3 separate regions of the Mus musculus genome follow, and regions 2 and 3 are each linked to region 1. Evidence: chromatin contacts called from public HiChIP or PLAC-seq data. All regions are on one chromosome and are shown on one strand. The core of a region is the stretch at or near the end of the contact, and the rest is flanking DNA. Distances in the headings are between cores, read along the strand shown. Region 1 overlaps Gm38137 (a long non-coding RNA gene). Region 2 has its middle 68 kb from the start of Icos. Region 3 has its middle 49 kb from the start of Icos.

Region 1 (3,575 bases), core at 641-3,140:
GAGGGACCTCAGTGTTGATTTTAATGGGACCATCTTACCCTGGTATTTAAGGGTATCACAATGTCCTCTTAAGATGCAGTATTGGCCTTTTACCTAATTATTCTCTCCCCACAACTCTGTCCGTGATTCTTTGATTCCAAATCTTATCAACATACATCAACCTTCCAGGAAATAGAATCATCCCTCAAGATCAGCATAAGAAACAGTGATAACACTTATCCACAGAGCACTCCACACACATTTGCTAATAATTATAACTTCATAATTACTGGCATGGTCATGAGACACCAAAGAAGGAGAGAGAGAGAGAGAGAGAGAGAGAGAGAGAGAGGCAATGAAAGAGAAATTGAAGAGAGAGAGAGAGAGAGAGAGAGAGAGAGGCAATGAAAGAGAAATTGAGGAAAAATGCTGATCCAATTCTCACCACAACTTGCTATCTTGAACCCACCAATTTTAATCTGGAAAGTCTTACATCATGCTATAATAAATATGAGGTTTGTGGGAACTAGTAATGCAGAATCTTTGGCACATGAGAAATCAATCATAATTGTCTAGGATGGAAAAACTTTGAAACAAACCACCAAGGATTTAGGCACTACTGAAACGAAAATGCTCCCCATCCAGACCCATTCCAGTTCCAAAAATAAACTGCAGTTTCTTTCTTATTACCCATGAGTCTTAATTTGTTCTATTTATACTATGGAGCCGTTTTTTGAAATCCTGAGAGATTTTCTTTATGACAAAGCTTGGGGAGGTAGTAGGAATTCACATTAAATACATGCTGTAATTTTCTTTTTCATTTTATTTGATTTTCAAATTACAGTTTATGTGTATAACAATGTTTTTGCCTACATGTATATATGCAAAGCACATGTGTGCCTAGTGCTCTCGGATGGAGAGGGTCTCAGATCCCCTGGGACTGGACAGCTGTGAGTCAACATGTGGGTGCTAGTGACAGAACACAGGTCTCCTGCAGGAACAGCAAGTGCTTGCTCTTAATCACTGAGCCATATCTCCAGCCTCCGTTCATAATTTTATGTATGGTTGAAAATGAATGAATGAATTAATGAATCAATGAATGAATGAAACAATCTCAATAATTCCATACATACCCATCAGGGTCCCTATTTATATCAAATTCCAACCAAGTATAGTGTTAAACAGGGAAGATATTAACATGACTTTAACAGCCATTTCTAAACAGCAGTGGCTGTTTGCATTGTATTCTCCCTCCTTAATATCACCCTATATGGAAACTTAACCTGAAAAAGAAATCACCTTCTAAGAAATGACATAAAGCAGCCTACAGTATACGGATGACTCAAGGCAATAAAGAAAAGACAAACTAAGCCGGGCGTGGTGGTGCATGCCTTTAATCCCAGCACTCGGGAAGCAGAGACAGGTGGATTTCTGAGTTCGAGGCCAGCCTGGTCTACAAAGTGAGTTCCAGGACAGCCAGGGCTATACAGAGAAACCCTGTCTCAAAACAAAACAAAACAAACAAACAAAGACAACCTGTTTCTTCTTGCTGGTTGGTTTTATCCATCTGCACATACCCAGGCAGTCTATAAAGACATTTTTCAGTGGGTTTCTTTCCATGATCTTCACAAAATTCCTTTCCCTGCTTTGAGGACAGGTGACCTGCTTTCCTATTAAGAATATCAGATGTTGCTCATAATGGAATCCCTGACTATGAAGTCCTTTGGGAGTAAGAGATGTGGGCATGGCTAATAGGTGTGACCTCATACAGCTGGGAAATGACTCTTATTCTCACCGGGGTCATTAGGTTCAAATGGTAATGACTGGCTGCACCATCACCTTCTCCTTGTCGTATTGCTGAGTGAGCCTCCAGGAAATGAGGTCTCTCCACCAACATTAACCCCAAAACCAGTAAGAGGAGCAGCAAGCGTTTCAGGCTTTATTCACACCCTTCTCAGCTCTGTGGCAGTAACAGTTGTGGCTTGTAAAGAGGTCAGATGTCACATTTCTGCCTCTGGCTCCAGCAGACCACAAAGACATACCTTATGAGGTCACTAAGTTTGTACTTCTTTACCTGGAACTAGTTACAAAGTATTTTGGAGGCCCGTGCCTTCTGTTGGGGAAGGAAAAAAAGAAAGAAGGAGAGAGAGAGAGAGAGAGAGAGAGAGAGAGAGAGAGAGAGAGAGAGAGTGAGAGAGAGAGAGAACAGAGAAGCTAATGTAAAACTCAATTGTAGTCCACACTGTATCTCTCCAGCACTGAATTGTGCCCAGCACATCAGAGTTCAGTCGGTGGATGGATGGTGAGCTGGCTTGTACCTGCTCAGAAGAGCCAGTTACTGGCATGTCTTATCCATGCCACCCACATTCAGTGACACCTTAGTGGTATTTGTAATTAGTCAATGATAGTAGGTATACCACAGACTGAGCAAGTGCTCTGAATGTCCGTTCTCTCTCGGAGAGTAAGAGAGAACATATCATCGCTAGACTTCATCAATACATTGAAATGTATGACGTGCCTATTACATTCCAGGTTTTTTTTTAACACGTGCCCTCTCAAATACACATCATGACATTGGTAGAAATAATAATAAGCATGAGTGAGTGTGAAAAAGCTGTAATGTCTGTCACGCCTATGATTACCGGGTTCGATTCTGACATATGACAAGGTTCCACGTGATTCATTCATTTATAAGGGGCATAGCTAAGGTTTGAATCAAAGCCAGCAAAAGTGAAACCTCTGTGCTGTCTCCTCTACAGCATCACACAACACACACACACGCACGCACGCACGCACGCACGCACGCACGCACCACTACCACCACCAGCAGCAGCAACAAAGGCTCCACTAATACAATTTTTATGAATGCAAAATGAAATTCTAAAGGTCTCATCAGCTTAGCTGCTGGAAGGAGATCCCCAACCCTTGCACCTTATGCCAGTGGTCCCTTCTCTTGAGGATTAAATTTCCTTTGGTGCCTGGGTACGCCCACAATCTACACTTTAACTGAGGTAGGAAGTCCAGAGAGGGTCCAACATCGTTCCTAGTTCCTGCTGCTCCTCACTCCCACACTCTTACCATATGAAGAGTAAGTAGACCAGAGGACTTAAGGTCCTAGGATGCACCCATGGCTGTATCCAGCCACCGACTTCATTCCAGAGGATGGTGGGTTAAGTGGATTGTTTTATCAATATTGGGCTATGAACACAGTGCTAACATGCTGATTTGAATGCATCTCACTCACTACATCAGACCCGGGATGAATATATGGATGACAACAACTACAAATATGTTGTCAACAGAACAACAGTTCTCTAGCATCTGCAACCTCTGAAAATGTTGTTTTGTGGCAGAAGATAGACATTGCAGACAAGATTGGGATAGAGGCATTAAACACAGAGGATGTGTCTGGATGTCTGGATGAGCTCAATAGGCCCAGTCTAATCACAAGAGCCCTTCAGAGTATCAATATTTCTTCAAGTGGAAGCAAAAGAGAAATGGAAGCGAAGAAAAAGGTCAGAGAGACCTGATGCAAGAGGACGTGACCCGCTGCTGCTGACTTTAAAGACAAGAAAAGGAGCACATGATCTAGAGAA
Region 2 (3,575 bases), core at 524-3,023, 170 kb before region 1:
TCCAGAAAACAGACGGTGCAGATGTGGCAAAGCCCTCTTACTAGGAGACTCGAAAATCTGAAAGCAGAGTCTAAGACAGAGGCCTCCTTACAGATGGTTTGTTTCTGAATACAACACTGGGGAGCCAGAGTCCAGGGGAGGGAAGATGGAAAGGGGGTGGCACAAAGTGAACACATGCAGGAGCTATTGTGGTGGCTGAGGCAACAGGATGTAGCTCCATAAACAACTTCTGAGGTCCTTACAAACACGACTCCGACCCTCTGTCTAGGACATCAAGAAGAAAAGCATTTACCTGTCTGCAGTGGTTAAGAATGGCCCCAAGCAGCCATTGCATCTCTAGTTAAACATTCAAGAATGCCAGACCTGGACATGCGCTTTCTATGTGACGTTAGAGAAACTTCAAGCCAAAAAGTGTTATGAGCATGCTGTCTGAAGGTTACCAAAGCATCCTCAGCACAAGGCTGACTTAAATGGAATCTGATTAAGCAATCATCATGTTCCCTGCCCAAGGAAGAATGGGTCCACCTGTGTACAGAGTTAAGCTCATTGGAGAACGTTCTCTCTTAGTGTAGTATTTGCAGAGGAGTTGCCACCAGCAGCAGTTATGAGAACTTACACATGTTCTCAAGCCCTGGACATGAGGTTGGATGCTTGAGTGAAAAGAAGGTATTTGTGAGATACTAAATTTGGCTCTCCTTTAAAGCATGGGCTTATATGTTATGTATGTTTATAATGGGCTACACCTGGACCAGCCCAGAGACAATTCACATGGGGAATTTCTAGCTGTTCCAGTCTAGATCCTGCTAAGAGTAATTTACCCCAGTCCCTAACAACAACAACAACAACAACAACAAAATCAGTAAAAACACACGAGAGAGAGAGAGAGACAGAGAAAGAGAGAGACAGAGAAAGAGAGAGACAGAGAGAGACAAAGAGAGAGACAAAGAGAAGAGAAGAGAGAGAGACAGAGAGAGAGAAAGAGAGAGAGAGAGAGAGAGGGAGGGAGGGAGGGAGGGGGGGGAGGGAGGGAGGGAGGGAGAGGTTCTCAAGTGTAGTTAAAAGCACTTACTGCTCTTGCAGAGGACCCAGATTTGGTTTTCAGAACCTATGTGGTGGCTCACAACTGTCTATAACTTCAGTTCCAAGGAATTTGATACTGTTTCTGGCTTCTAGATACTGGACACACATGTTCATATTTATACATTCAGGGGAAACATTCATACACATAAAATAAAAATAAATAAATATAAAACAATAAAGATGTTCTTAAGTGAATCCAAACCTTCATCCCCATTCATCCTTGAACCCAACTTATAGTCCCAGGTCTAATCCAAAAGCAGATCTTCAGCAGGTTAGGTAGAAAACACAGTGACTAGGTACTGGTAACATTATAGAGCTTTACCAAGAAAACACAATTCCTTACTTAGTCACATTTGTAACTCATATGCTTCTTTAGCAGAATTCAGAGAGAACAAAATCTAGTCTGAGTCATGTTGTGGCTTGAGACTGAAGTAGAGATAGCAGACAGCCTTCATATCTTAACTTATAACTGCTCACAACACCAAAGCAAGCATACACTTTGTAAGCTAATTGTAAGTCAAATTAATATCACCACAAAGATAGTTCAACTCTCCCACTGACTGATGTAGAACAGAAACCTGTAAAAGACATATTCTATTTTCCTTTTGCATGCAAAACATATTCATATGAAATATGGTCACAGTAACTTGAATGATGATCTGTTTCAACTTCATTTTAGATTCTTCCGGTGTTCAGAGAAGTCATAAAATACGCAAGCCACCAAACCACATGACCTAAAAAGATTTAGAAACATGTCCAGAAACCACGAGGTTTTTTTTTGTTTTTTTTTTTTTTGTTTTTTGTTTTTTTTTTATCTACTGGTAGGAATATACTCAAATCACAACCATTGTTAAGAATTTAACTTCAGCTGCAGTAGTTAAGGGACAAGACTACAATGATTGAACACTCATCTGCAGAAACTGTCACTTGATTTCACACACCCACCCTCCTGTTTTTACACAGGACTTCACTATGCCACCCTGCTCATCTGGAACTCAATCTGTAGAGCAACCTCTGCTGAAACTCACAGAGATCCACCAGCCCCTACCTCCAAGTGCCTGAAATTAAAGATGTATGCCACCAATGGACTTATTGCCTCTTACTCCAAAACTTCACATCCTCTAAGGTTTCTAAATGTATTATGCTCCGAGTTACTTGCATAATCTAAAGTGTGAATGAAATCCCTTGAGTGGGATGGCCACAGGTATCTTCATCCATGAAGCTTCCTCAAAATAAACTCAGATCACAAATATATCCCTACACAGCAATCATAAAGATAAAATATTCCAATTATTTTCTCCCTCTCTGAGATGAGCTGGTTCGTTAAGTCCCAAAACATACAATAACACAAATGACAGAGAAATTTATCAATTGGAGACTGTGATGAAAGGGGACTGAGAGAAGTGATTTGTGGGTAAATTATGATCAGACCAGAATTGGAGCTACATTAAAAGATGTTTTGACTCATTAATAAGTGATTGAACTTGACAAGTGCTGAAAGGAATCTGAGAGATGGATAGTGCCCCGGGTTATGGTCAGTGAGGCAGGATGTTGAGCTGAGAAGAAATACTTGATTTCTTTGGCCAAGTATATGGTTCCCAGGGCCTCAATAAGTTCTTGGCAAAAGTGTAAAGAATGTGGCCAGAGCCTGTCTTGCCTGCTGCATGATGACCAAGGTAGATATCAAGGAATGGAGAAACAGGCAACCAAAATTCACTTGTGATTTCCTGCCTCAGCTGTGGATAAGGATTGGAAATAATCAGTGCTGTTTTTATGACCAGAAAACATCAGACAAATGAAAAAAAAATCAAACTTTCCCTGGACCCACCATTAGGTACAGTTGTAGAACAGACTGCCACCCTGAAACCTGAACAAACAGAATGTTCAGGAGATACGGTCAAGATCTACTCTCAGAATAGAAGCCGTGGGAACCTGTTTATAGGTGAGAACCCTTACATGGTTATTTGGGATCTGGGATGGCCTGCTGGGTTAAATACTTGCTGAGCAAGCATGAAGACCTGAGTTCAGAGCCCTAAAACCTATATTAAAAGCTGGAAGTGGTGACATATGCTTGTAACCCCAATAAGGAGCAGGAGGGGGCAGACACTGGCCAATCCCTAAGGTAATAAGTGGTAAGCTTCCTTAGTGTTCTTGGCATGATGAAAGTAGCATTAAAACCACACACACACACACACACACACACACAAAAAAAAAAAAAAAAAAAAAAAAACTTAGGGAATTTTCAGGCTTCATATGTAACTTGGCTGAATCTACTGATCAAGCTCCTATCTCAGTTTCAATGAACAGAAACATTGCTCAAAGTAGCTTCATAGACATAGGAATATGTCAGCTTCTGTTACTAGCAACCAGGGGTAGAGTTGTTGTTGTTTTTGTTGTTGTCATTGTTGTTGTTTAATTAAAATCTAAGTATAATTTTAAAATATAGATCTGTCCATTTCCTCATCTTTACCTTTTTTTCCCCATCTTTTCTTACA
Region 3 (3,575 bases), core at 629-3,128, 150 kb before region 1:
TTGTCATGTCCTCTATAAAACTTTTTCTCACCAACTTGCACTTCTTTGGAAGATTCAGTCTCCCCGCTGTGTGCCTCTACCTGTGACTTAGTTAGGCATATTTAGTGATTTACTCCTCTGCCTCTCTATATGAGTAAATATGTATTCAGGTCAGGCTCTGTATCTAGACTCTCATGATGTCTACTGGCTTTCAGGTGGAAGTATATCATAGTCGATCCAAGGGTGTGTGTGTGTGTGTGTGTGTGTGTGTGTGTGTGTTATATAAATATATATTGTATGATATATATATATGTATATATATATATATATATATATATATATATATACAGAGAGAGAGGGGGGACATTGGCATTACATCAGTGAAGAGATGAACGAGGGAATGGGAAAATATAACTGAAGATCTAATGATCTAAAGTTGCTACAGTAAATTCCTAGAGATCCAAATTGTAATTTGTCTCTTGGTGTCAGAATTCATTTGAGGTTGAGGCTGGAAACAATAGGAGAAGAGATACAGTGGTTGAATCAAATTTGCTGGAGAAAAAAACTTTCTAAAATTAAAGGAAGTAAAGAGCAAAAAGTCTAGAGAGATAGTTGGAGCCTGATTTGATGAACTTTGAAGGTCAAGGTAGAGTGCTGGGATGCTGTGGATTCAGTCAAGGCTTCAGGACTGAAGAATAGCTTGGAGCTGTCAATGGTTCATGAACAGAAGAACAATGACAATGAAAATCCTTATTCTAGGAAGTTTAAGATCACCCCACTCTGGAAAGAATTCAAAACTGAAGTCAGGAGGAGTAGATGGGGGTTAGTGGACCAATTTAAGCCCTCTATTGAGATTTTAAATGGGGTTATTATTGGGAATAAAAGGAAAGAACAGAGCTAAATGAAGAATCAGTGCTACTGAGGAAATGAAAGTCTCAAGTAAAGTGAACTGTGCTGACTAACCAGCTGTAATCCTGGGAACTTTTCGAAGCTATCTCCTGTCATGGCTGTTCAGAAGATGTTGCTGAAAGTGAAGTGGCTTTAAGATGCTGTTGACATAACAACTTCTATGTGGTTTTTCCTCATTGGCTACTGAGTTCTGGAGACAGACATCTTTGGGTGCAACCACAGCCCCATCAGTAAAGAGTAGGTAGAGGAAGGATGTAGGTAGGACACAAACAAAGACAGTTATTTCCCGTATATCCCTATCTTACATCTTTCTTCTAGAAAGGCCAGACATGTAGGAAGGAACAAAACTGAATGACAGAATGATGCCAAGAAATCACAGGCTCCACAGAGTGGGGCTCGGCTGACATCGAAAGGAGGGATGAAGGCTGCTATGGAAAGCAAAGACAGGATCTCTTTCTGCTGGTTTTGCCCATGTAGAGTAGGGCTAAAGTTGTCCAGACAAATAACCAGGGTCAATAACATCTACCAGGACTCTTTAAGTCTTTTTGTTTACTTTCAAATTACTTCTAATACCTCAACCAACCATGCCCACTAAAACCAATGTTCTGGGCGAGGTGGCAAATACAAGACGATGTCACCAGTAGTCCTCCCCGTGTCACCTGTATTATATGCACAGAAATTTTATAATTTACCCTCTAGGCATTTAAATGTCACATGGTCTATCCAACTTGTTGGGGCACTTGTATAAAAAGTTATGAAAACAACTCTCTGGCCTAAAGCCATTTAACATTGTTTCTGCCTTAGAAATGTAAAGTCAGAAGATTCCAAAATTGAACGCTAAGAGCAGAAGTCTTCATTGTCACGTTCTCTGGGTAAAAATCTTTTGTAGATGTCTCCTTCTAAGTTGCAGAATGAGAGACCTATGCAAAATCTGTAGAAGCTTTGGGAGTTTGCTGAGGAGAGTGGAGGACACTCTGCACACGATTTAACTTTGTCTGGCTGAGTTGAAAGTTTCTGAATGACTAAGAATCTGCAACTTGACTCAGTCAGAGACCATGTGGCCTATAACAGAAAATCTTCTGAAGGAAAACAACATAAATTTGCAGATGAAGCAAACAGATCATCTCTCCACGTCCGTGACAAGAACCAGAGCTGCCATTTGTCCTCTGCTTCTGAACAAAGACCACAGCAGGACAAGAAGCTAAAATATTTTTCTAGTGAATTTTTGGAGAAGGAAAACTTATGTTTTAAAACCAAGTCCTCTGGTTCCCTTTAATACCTCCATTTCAGTTGGGGGAAAATAAGAAGAATTCTTGCTGATATGAAGGATGTTTAACATGTCATACTTTTTAACGGGAGGAAACACCATTATTCTCCTCAGAGGATTATGTGCTCAAATCCATTGCAAGGGCCATGAACTGTGAGAGAACTCCTATCACAAATAGTCTCACTTTCAGACATGGGAGCAATAATGCCAATGGTGTTAGGATAGATCCTAAATGCTAGGTATTTTAAACAGAACTTACATTGTCAAGGTTTTCAAAGTTCATCTATATTCTCCCATGTTTCAGAACTCCAATTCTTGTCTGATTACCCTTCAGGAAAACAAATTCTCATCTGTGAAGGATAGCTGTGGTGGCCACAGATACACTGACCAATCAGGGTCTTAACAGTTCTTCTACACAGTTACTCCCATACAATCCCTTTAGTTCTTGTGTAAGAACAACCAGTATCATGTTATTTCTTAGGAAACACAGCATTATATGTCTTCTCTGTCTTTTTTTAAGCACACTGATCATTTGACTTAGGAGTTTACCACCCACACCTAAAGCCAAGTCAAAAGAACCAATCAGCACAGCCCTGCCATGCTCACAGAAGAAGAAAGGACAGATTGGAAGGAATCCGTTTGTCAGTTTGAAGGGTTCTTCTCTATTTCTTGCTATGTTGCTTGCCTGTCTTACCTCAAGAATTCAGCAGTTCTAAATCATGAGTTTAAACTTCTAAAAATTCTGTCATTTGAAATTTTTTCTACTGTCTTACCTTACTGAGGCCAAATTTGTTTTAGGTACCCAGGCTGACACTGGTCACATTATTTCCTCCCACGGTTCGTATTTATTTCTAAGCCTTTGTTAGCTAACATAATCAGAAAGAGACTCAAAATGTTGGAAACAACGTCCATCAATATCTCTTTAAGAAACCTACTAAAGTTACACAGCCAGTTGGTAGCAGAGCTAGAGTTAGAACTTAGCGGGTCAGGATATATGTTGGTGAACAGAAGGTAATGCAAGCACATTTCAGACTGAAAAGTCTAGCGACGGATCTTCATTCTATGGTGGGAACTTGCATGGTTATCTAATCTCACCAAGCTGCCTCCTCCCAGTGGTGTGACCATTAAATGAGACAATGAACAGAATGGCAAACACTCCGTTTATCCGTAGTGAGTGTCTATTAAGAGTTAATAGTTATCCATCCCAGGTTAGTTGACCAGAACCCATTAGTTAGTTGCCACTACTGCTTCCTGCAGATGCAGAGCTGAGATACTTGGGGGCACTCGGATCCATTTGCTGAGTGGGAGCCTGGGGCTTAGTTGACACTGTACTGGGACAGACCAGAGCAGAGCACTGTGTTCCTCAGGATCCGGCAGATTCTTCTCCAGCATCCTAAAGCCAGTCATCATTTCGATCCCT

Evidence for each region. HiChIP or PLAC-seq counts read pairs in DNA pulled down with a chosen protein or histone mark.
Region 2: a contact with region 1 is called in a BATF HiChIP or PLAC-seq map of CD8 T cells, with 14 read pairs. The contact joins two enhancer-like sites. A contact is called at or near these places in 1 of 484 Hi-C or Micro-C datasets (CD8 T cells), 1 of 115 datasets of contacts at active chromatin or transcription factors (CD8 T cells) and 2 of 9 other capture datasets (adipose tissue and liver).
Region 3: a contact with region 1 is called in a BATF HiChIP or PLAC-seq map of CD8 T cells, with 8 read pairs. The contact joins two enhancer-like sites. A contact is called at or near these places in 1 of 39 promoter capture datasets (embryonic stem cells), 1 of 484 Hi-C or Micro-C datasets (CD8 T cells), 1 of 115 datasets of contacts at active chromatin or transcription factors (CD8 T cells) and 1 of 9 other capture datasets (liver).

Annotation. Positions count from the first base shown.
Region 1 is chr1:60,873,761-60,877,335 of GRCm38.p6, reverse strand. The region is part of intron 2 of Gm38137 (a long non-coding RNA gene); the gene reads right to left. Among named protein-coding and RNA genes, the nearest start is that of Gm39650, 12 kb to the left of the region's middle. Within about 2 kb of position 1,890, at least 17 of the 459 cell types and tissues checked have an H3K27ac peak or open chromatin away from gene starts, as enhancers often do. A contact at or near this core is called in CD8 T cells, where this site is marked.
Region 2 is chr1:61,044,444-61,048,018 of GRCm38.p6, reverse strand. No RefSeq gene overlaps it. Among named protein-coding and RNA genes, the nearest start is that of Icos, 68 kb to the right of the region's middle. Within about 2 kb of position 1,773, at least 18 of the 459 cell types and tissues checked have an H3K27ac peak or open chromatin away from gene starts, as enhancers often do. A contact at or near this core is called in CD8 T cells, where this site is marked.
Region 3 is chr1:61,025,239-61,028,813 of GRCm38.p6, reverse strand. No RefSeq gene overlaps it. Among named protein-coding and RNA genes, the nearest start is that of Icos, 49 kb to the right of the region's middle. Within about 2 kb of position 1,878, at least 13 of the 459 cell types and tissues checked have an H3K27ac peak or open chromatin away from gene starts, as enhancers often do. A contact at or near this core is called in CD8 T cells, where this site is marked.